Regions from separate parts of the Mus musculus genome. Here region 2 is linked to region 1. Evidence: chromatin contacts called from public HiChIP or PLAC-seq data. All regions are on one chromosome and are shown on one strand. Each heading gives the region's core, a stretch centred on a gene start, on an enhancer-like site or on the middle of the called end of the contact. The rest is flanking DNA. Distances are from core to core; before and after follow the strand shown. Region 1 overlaps Bsn (bassoon). Region 2 holds the start of Klhdc8b (kelch domain containing 8B).

Region 1 (3,062 bases), core at 95-2,594:
CACTGGAAGCAAACGAAGTGTCCAGGAGCCGGTGTGGGGACAGGGGCGACACTGGAGAGTAGAGCACTTGTGGAGACTTAGGAGGCTGGCGGCTCACAAGCTGCGACAGGGACTCCGGGGGCAGGTGGGCCTGGTAACCGATTTCCAGAGGATCCGGCTTCTTCTTCTCAAATCTGCCCAGGGCTCCTGGGGTGACTATCTGGATGCCAGGTAGGTAGGGGCTGATGGCAGTTGGTCCTATGAGCTGTGGCCCAGCCACACCCTGAGCCTGTCCATCCGGTTCTGTCTGGCAGGCCAGGCTCTCCCCGCGCCCAGTCTTTTCTGGTGCTGATATGTACCTGACAATCTCCACCTTTGGGTCGGTGGCAGCCGTGATGTGGATGGCTGGAGAGACCCTGGGCAGCTGCTCGGGCTCGGTCTGGACGGAGCAGTCGCTGATGGTCTGTATGCCCACGCTGCTCATGGCCCTCGCAGTGGCGGCGGCCGTGGTGGATGAGGAAGCAGTGGCATCGTGCTTGCTGTCAGAGCCTGAGTCTGAGTGACGGGAAAGACGAGACCTGCGGCGGCGGACGGGTTGCTCCCAGTCGGCATTGTCCTCATCATCTGTCTGCACACTGCAGTCAGCACTGCGCCGCGTCCTGCGCCTGCGAGTCACAAGGTAGCGGCCCTCACCCTCCTCATCATCTGTCTGAACACTGCTGTCTGCAATTCTCCTGACCGTGCTGGGATCAGGTCCCGACTCTGGCTCACAGGCATCTCTCAGGCGTGGCATGGAGTGACGTTTCTTGATGCCACTACGGCCTGCCTCCCACTGCTCCTCGGTTTGCAGTGACATGTCTGAGGCGGAGCTGGGGAGGCCCCTGTGCAGCACAGGCTCACGAGGTTGCCCGGGCCCTTCAGTCCCCGCCACAGCAATGAAGGCCGCGTGGGTCAGCGGTGGCCAGTACTGGCCATTCTGGGCCAGCTCGGTGGCAGCCGGGGGAGGCCCTCGGCTAGGTGCCTCACAGGTGGCAGGAAAGGGGGCCTTCTGCCTCTGCTTCTGCTCCTCCAGCTGCAGCTGCAGCTGCTGCTGCAGTTGCTGGATCTGCTCTAGTTGCAGTCGCTGCTGTGCCAGCTGCTCACGCTGCAGTGCAAACTGAGCCTGGCGCTCTTCCTGCTGCTGCTGCAGCACATGCTGCTTGATGGTCTGCAGCTCCTGCAGCTCTCGCTGCACCAGCAGCTGCTCCTCCTCACGATGCCTCTGCAGCTCCACCCTCTCCCGCTCCAGCTCCTCCTGCAGCCGCAACTGCCGCAGCTTTTCCAACTCTACCCGTTCCCGCTCCAGCTGCAGCAGCTGCTCCTGTTGCTTCCGCTGCCGGTCCTCCTGAGACGCTTCCTCCTTCTCCGACGCAGGCCGGCTGAGGACCCCACTGCCACTCCCAGCGACGGCCTCTCCTGCTGGCTTCTGGCCAGGTGGTGGGGCCGGGGCCGGGCCCGGGGCAGGGGCCACGGGGGCTTCCTTGATGACAGCAGGGGCAGTTGTGGAAAAGGGTTCTTCACGAGCAACCCCTGCTGGTAGCTCAGGCCTTGGCGGACCTCCTGCCCCCGAGGCCTTGGCTGCAGCAGGCTTCCCCAAATAGACAGGTCCTTCAGCAGGTGGAACGCTGGAAGCAATGGGGAATCTTGGTGCAGGATAGCGGTATAGCCCTGCTGGTCCAAGAGGTACCCGAGGAGCAATCATGGGCACACGGGTCAGGCTGGTAAGGGGCACAGCTGTGACTCCACCAGATACATAAGGCCTGTACATGCCACCACGCACCATGGGCCGCAGTACCGAGGCAGGCTGGGTGGTGATGGGCAGCGTTGCAGCAATTGGGGTATTGATAGTCGAATAGATCATGCCATCGGCTGCGCGCACTGTTGCTGTGGACGGGAGTAGCTGTCTGACTGCTGTTGCTTGGCTTGCTGCAGGCCCATACTGAGCAAGGTTTCCAGGGCTTGGCTGCCCTTCTGGGTAGGTGGGGTTGCCAAGGAGGCCGGATCTAAGGGGAGCCAGACCCTGTGGAGCACTGAGGCCAGGCCCATGCTGGGGCTGATACTGCACAAGGTCAGGCCCACCACTCCCGCTGCCATGCCGCCCACCGTACTGGTCCATGGAGTTGAGGGCAGCACACATGCGGCTGATCTCTCGGGCTGTGGTGGCACTGTACTGGGCCAGGCTGGCCTCCTGGAAGCCAACTGCATCTCCCCGTGGGCCGTACCTATGATCTGAATAGATGTTTGACACCGAGCTATAGCGCCGCAGGGGAAGTGGGTGAGACAAAAGGTCTGTGGGGTGACGCAGGTCCGTGAAGGAGCCATACTGTAAGCCCTGCCCTAAGTAGCGTCCATCAGCAAAGCCTAAGCTGTACGAGTGCTTCAGTGAGCTGAGGTCCACTGCCGAGTCCCTCCCAGGTCCCTGGAAGAGCTGCCCAAGCCTCTGGGCATGGTAGTTGAGGCCAGCTTCGGCCAAATTGGTGTCAGACATGGAGGAGTATAGCCTTCCAGGCAGGCCCTGTGGGTAGGGCCTCTGTTCTTCATGGGGCCCAGGTCCTACTACCCCCTGTGTGCGGAAGGTGAGGGGCTCAGGGGGCTCAGGGTCTCTGGGACTGTAGAAGGGGCCACTGCTTTGGCCAGGCAGGGCTGTATCGGTCACACTCTTGTCGGGTGCGCTAGGGGCAGGATGGAAGGTGCCAGTGCAGCTACTGCCAAAAGGAAACTTGTAGACCATGTCACAGCATGCCAGCTGGCTCTCGGGCCTCATTCCGGTGAGGTCCAGGGCACCTGCCGGCTCTTCTGGGAGCAGGGTAGTCACTGTGCCGGCTGTGCCCTCTCCCATCTGTACCACCACTGTGTGTGGCTTCCTGGTACCTGGAGGAGCATGTGACCGGAGCTCTGCAGGAGTAGCCCGGTGGGGTTCAGCACCGGGCTCTGGCACTGGTCCTGGCTTCAGGCCCACACCCTGGGCGGTGCCCATCTGGGTGATCAGAATGTCCCTTCTGGCCAGAGGTGTTACTTGGTTGGGAAGGTTATACCTGGCAAAC
Region 2 (3,430 bases), core at 884-3,383, 340 kb after region 1:
TTTTTCTGGGGGACCTTCTGGGCTCTGACCCCCCACCTCACAGCCCAGAAAAGGCAATTAACAGTAAACTGCGGCAAGCCTAGGTAAGAGAAAGGAGGCAAAGCCATGTCCAAGGCGGCACTTATCCAGCCTCTGTGATAATGGACTCTCCGGCAAGAGAAAAAAAAAGGAAGCTTGGGGCAACTGAGGGATGTTCTAAGCCACTCACCTCTCTCCACAGTCGCAACACCCATGGCCGCTTGAGGGAGGGTAGCCCGGCGCTCCCAGCGGCCTTCGTCAGCCAAGAAGGCCTCCACAGCAGCTACTGGGCTTTGGACTTCGTCCACGCCGCCTACCACTAGCACCTGCTTACCCAGAACCACAGCAGCGGCACCAGCCCGGGCAGTGGGCAGGGGTGCTAGTGCTAGCCATGTGTGTGAGCCCATGTCCAGAGTCTCAGCAGTATCCAGAGGTAACCCAGCCCGGCCACAGCCCCCCAACACCAGCAGGTGTCCGTCCTGGTGTGCCACTGTACCATATACCCGGCAAGTCGGCATTGGGGGGAACACCTGCCAAGCAAAGGCCCGACCACCTCCTGCAGCCATGGTACTCGCTCACTGCCCGTGGTAGGCCATAGTATCTGCTCAGGCTGTGGGCCTCACTGGGGGGACATGATAAGGCCTCATCTTGATTCTGTCAGGGCTGGATGGGTGTGTCTGCCCAGTCCAAGGGATCTTGCCTTGACCTGGAGGGGAGGCAGAAAACAAAGGGTCAGGGCCACTGTCAAGAAACAGATGAACAACATGTAGCTGAAGGCAGGCCAGGCCCAAAACCACTCGTGCAGAAAGACCCACACCTTTGACTAACACTCTACTGGTGAAGGTCCTTCTATAGTGGGAAGAATAGATTCCAGGTACCCAGAAGGCGTTCTCGGTTCTTGTGGGAACATGAGGGATTCTTCCCTCCCCAACCTTAAGAACTAGCAAATAGTAACTTGATCAATTTAGAGTGGAAGGGAAGATAGAGCCCAAATCTCCATCCTAGCGTGCTTCCTGTCCCAACAAGTCTTATCTCAGTGCTCCAAGAGAGTTCTGCATCCTCTACACACTGGCATCTAGTGTGCCTTCAACAACCTGGGTCCAGCCATCAGGGTCCCTCATCCTGTAGTCCTTACAAGAAGGATCTTCTACAAGGTATAACCATTTATATCAGCAAAAGGCCAGTCTCATATGCGAGACCCAAAGGGGCTAGACTCCAGGATTCCACACTCCCTTTGAAGTCCATCCTTTATGGGTGTGGCGATGCCAGCAGATTCCCTGCTGAGGAGGTTTTAAAAGGCTGGTGTAGAGAATCTCTTGAGCACAGGATTAGAAGGTCCCTGAGTCCAGGGCTTTTCCTGTAGGAATAAACGGCTGGATTCCTGACACCCCCCACCCAAGAGCACATTCCTTAGCCTCCCCTTTTGCTGTGTGTGTATCTCTCTGTGTCTATGTCTCTATGTGTATGCTGGGGGTCTCCACTCTCAGTCCCGGGATTTAACAGGGACGGCCTCCTGGCCCCAAACTTCCAACTCAAAGGAGAGTGGGGGGCGGGTCTGGCTAGTGGGTTTAATTAAGGTTCTATCCTTCATGCCCCAAACTTCCCCTGCGCGAGGTTCCCGCGGGACTCACCTGCTGGATCTCAAATGTCGCCAGGGCACGGGGTCCGCTGTTCCGCCTCCGCCTCCGCTGGCTCCGGCTAGGGCTGAAGCTGGGCTCTGGTGGGGCTCCCGCACCGCTCCGGCGTGGGGCGGGGCTGGACCGGGTCCGCCCCTCGCTCCCCCCTCCCCAGATTCGGGGAAACCTCCTCCCGCCTTAACTCTGCACATGCCACGGCAGGAGTAGGGCGCACCGACCCACGGTCACCCAAAATGAACAGACAGGCATATGGACATCCGGCCGGCCAGGATTTAGGGCTCTACCTGGGGCGATGATAGAAATGAGGCAGCGGCGAGCAACACAACACCGGTATGGTGGGATCGGAGGCGGGTGTCGTTGTGAGTCGGATCCACTCTGGGTACAATCAGCCAGGGGCTAGCCAGTGGAACCTGGGGCCTTTAGGGGTCGGAGTCCGCCCATCACAACTGAGCTTGGAGGTGCCAAACCACAAGCTTCCCAGCGGCGCCCCCTAGAGGCCACTAGGGCTGTAGCCTGGGCCTCTGGTTGGGGAGCCCAGCCGAGCTGTCCTAACCATGACACAAAGCAGGACACAGAAAAGATCCCTTAGTGTATATGGAGACTAGCAGCTTGTAGGGTGGAGGGGCAGACTGTACTAGCCTTGGGGCCTATCTAGACCTTCTTTATAGAAAAGTAGGTTATTTTTGCTTCGATCCGAGCAGTGGATGTGCACAATCAGCCAGATGCCAGGAGTCTCTCTGCCTAATGCTACTCTGGGGCTACTACTCAGAGGTTGGGTGACTGTTCATCTTCAGGGTACAGAGCTCATCTCTAGCCAACTCCGTGGTCATGTGATAGCAAACTGGTGTGACAAAGACTCCCCTGGAGTGAGAATTCTGAAATTTTGATTTCTTTTAACATCAGAGAAATCGTATAGGAATATGTTTTTGTTTTAATGCCAGGTGTGGAGATACGGGGCTGCTTCCCAGCAGCTGACTACGATTTGCCTGTGTTCTAGCAAAAGCAGGGTTTTGCCAGCTGCACATAGTTTCTGTGATTGTGTTATGTTTGGAATTCTGGGTACTTCTCAGAGGATATAAGTTTGAGAGCCCTGGGGGGTGGATGGGTGGTTGTTGGCCATCAGTGGGGAGGGGACTAGTTGCAGTTTGTTAGTTGTCAAAAGAAATTAGATTCAAGGACCTCTATTTATCTCTCCCCTCTATCCTTCTTTCTCTCCTATCTAGTGATAGGGGTTGAAACTGGGGGATGAAGGGTGGGAAAAAAACCCACAAAGTAGCAAAGACCAGCTGCATCCACCTACCTCTGATTCACACTTTGGCTCAGCCTATCTTGTGAGCATTCTGATCAGCCGAAGCTTCCAGTTGGAAAGCTTGTGTGAACAGCTCCTGCACTTGTCTGTGTCTGCTCATTGATTCCGACCCTTTTGTGTACAGTGTTTAGCTTAATTTTCCCAACGCAGATCTTGAGGCAGTGACACAAGTGTGTGTGGTTAGTGTAGGAGGTGAAGCCAGGAAGCACCCGCAGAGAAGTAGCAAGAAGACCAAGGAAAGCAGCCAATAAAGGAGGTACCATCAGTTACCACCGTGGGTAACTGCAACCTGGGGATTCTGGGAGGTGACTAGAAACATGGGTCTTATATTGTTACTGCTCCCAAGAACAAGGGGACCTAAGAAACCCACCTTCACATCCCCAGGGATCATACAGTACTAATGCCTTTGCATGCCCAAAATTCTGACTGTCCAAAATGTGGATGAACCCTTCTTTATGACTAAATA

What was found. HiChIP or PLAC-seq counts read pairs in DNA pulled down with a chosen protein or histone mark.
Region 2: an H3K4me3 HiChIP or PLAC-seq map of fetal liver shows a contact between it and region 1, with 3 times the contacts expected there. The contact joins the promoter of Klhdc8b here to the enhancer-like site in region 1. A contact is called at or near these places in 6 of 115 datasets of contacts at active chromatin or transcription factors (the SCID.adh cell line, bone marrow-derived macrophages, embryonic stem cells and 1 more) and 1 of 9 other capture datasets (adipose tissue).

What each region holds. Positions count from the first base shown.
Region 1 is chr9:108,110,082-108,113,143 of GRCm38.p6, forward strand. Bsn (bassoon) reads right to left here. Exons shown (of 12, transcript NM_007567.2): 5 at 1-3,062. Among named protein-coding and RNA genes, the nearest start is that of Apeh, 17 kb to the left of the region's middle. Within about 2 kb of position 1,345, at least 53 of the 459 cell types and tissues checked have an H3K27ac peak or open chromatin away from gene starts, as enhancers often do. A contact at or near this core is called in bone marrow-derived macrophages and fetal liver, where this site is marked.
Region 2 is chr9:108,450,668-108,454,097 of GRCm38.p6, forward strand. Klhdc8b (kelch domain containing 8B) reads right to left here and starts at 2,134. Exons shown (of 6, transcript NM_001359428.1): 1 at 1,650-2,134; 2 at 209-724. The coding sequence starts at 584. It also overlaps a transcript of Ccdc71 not described here.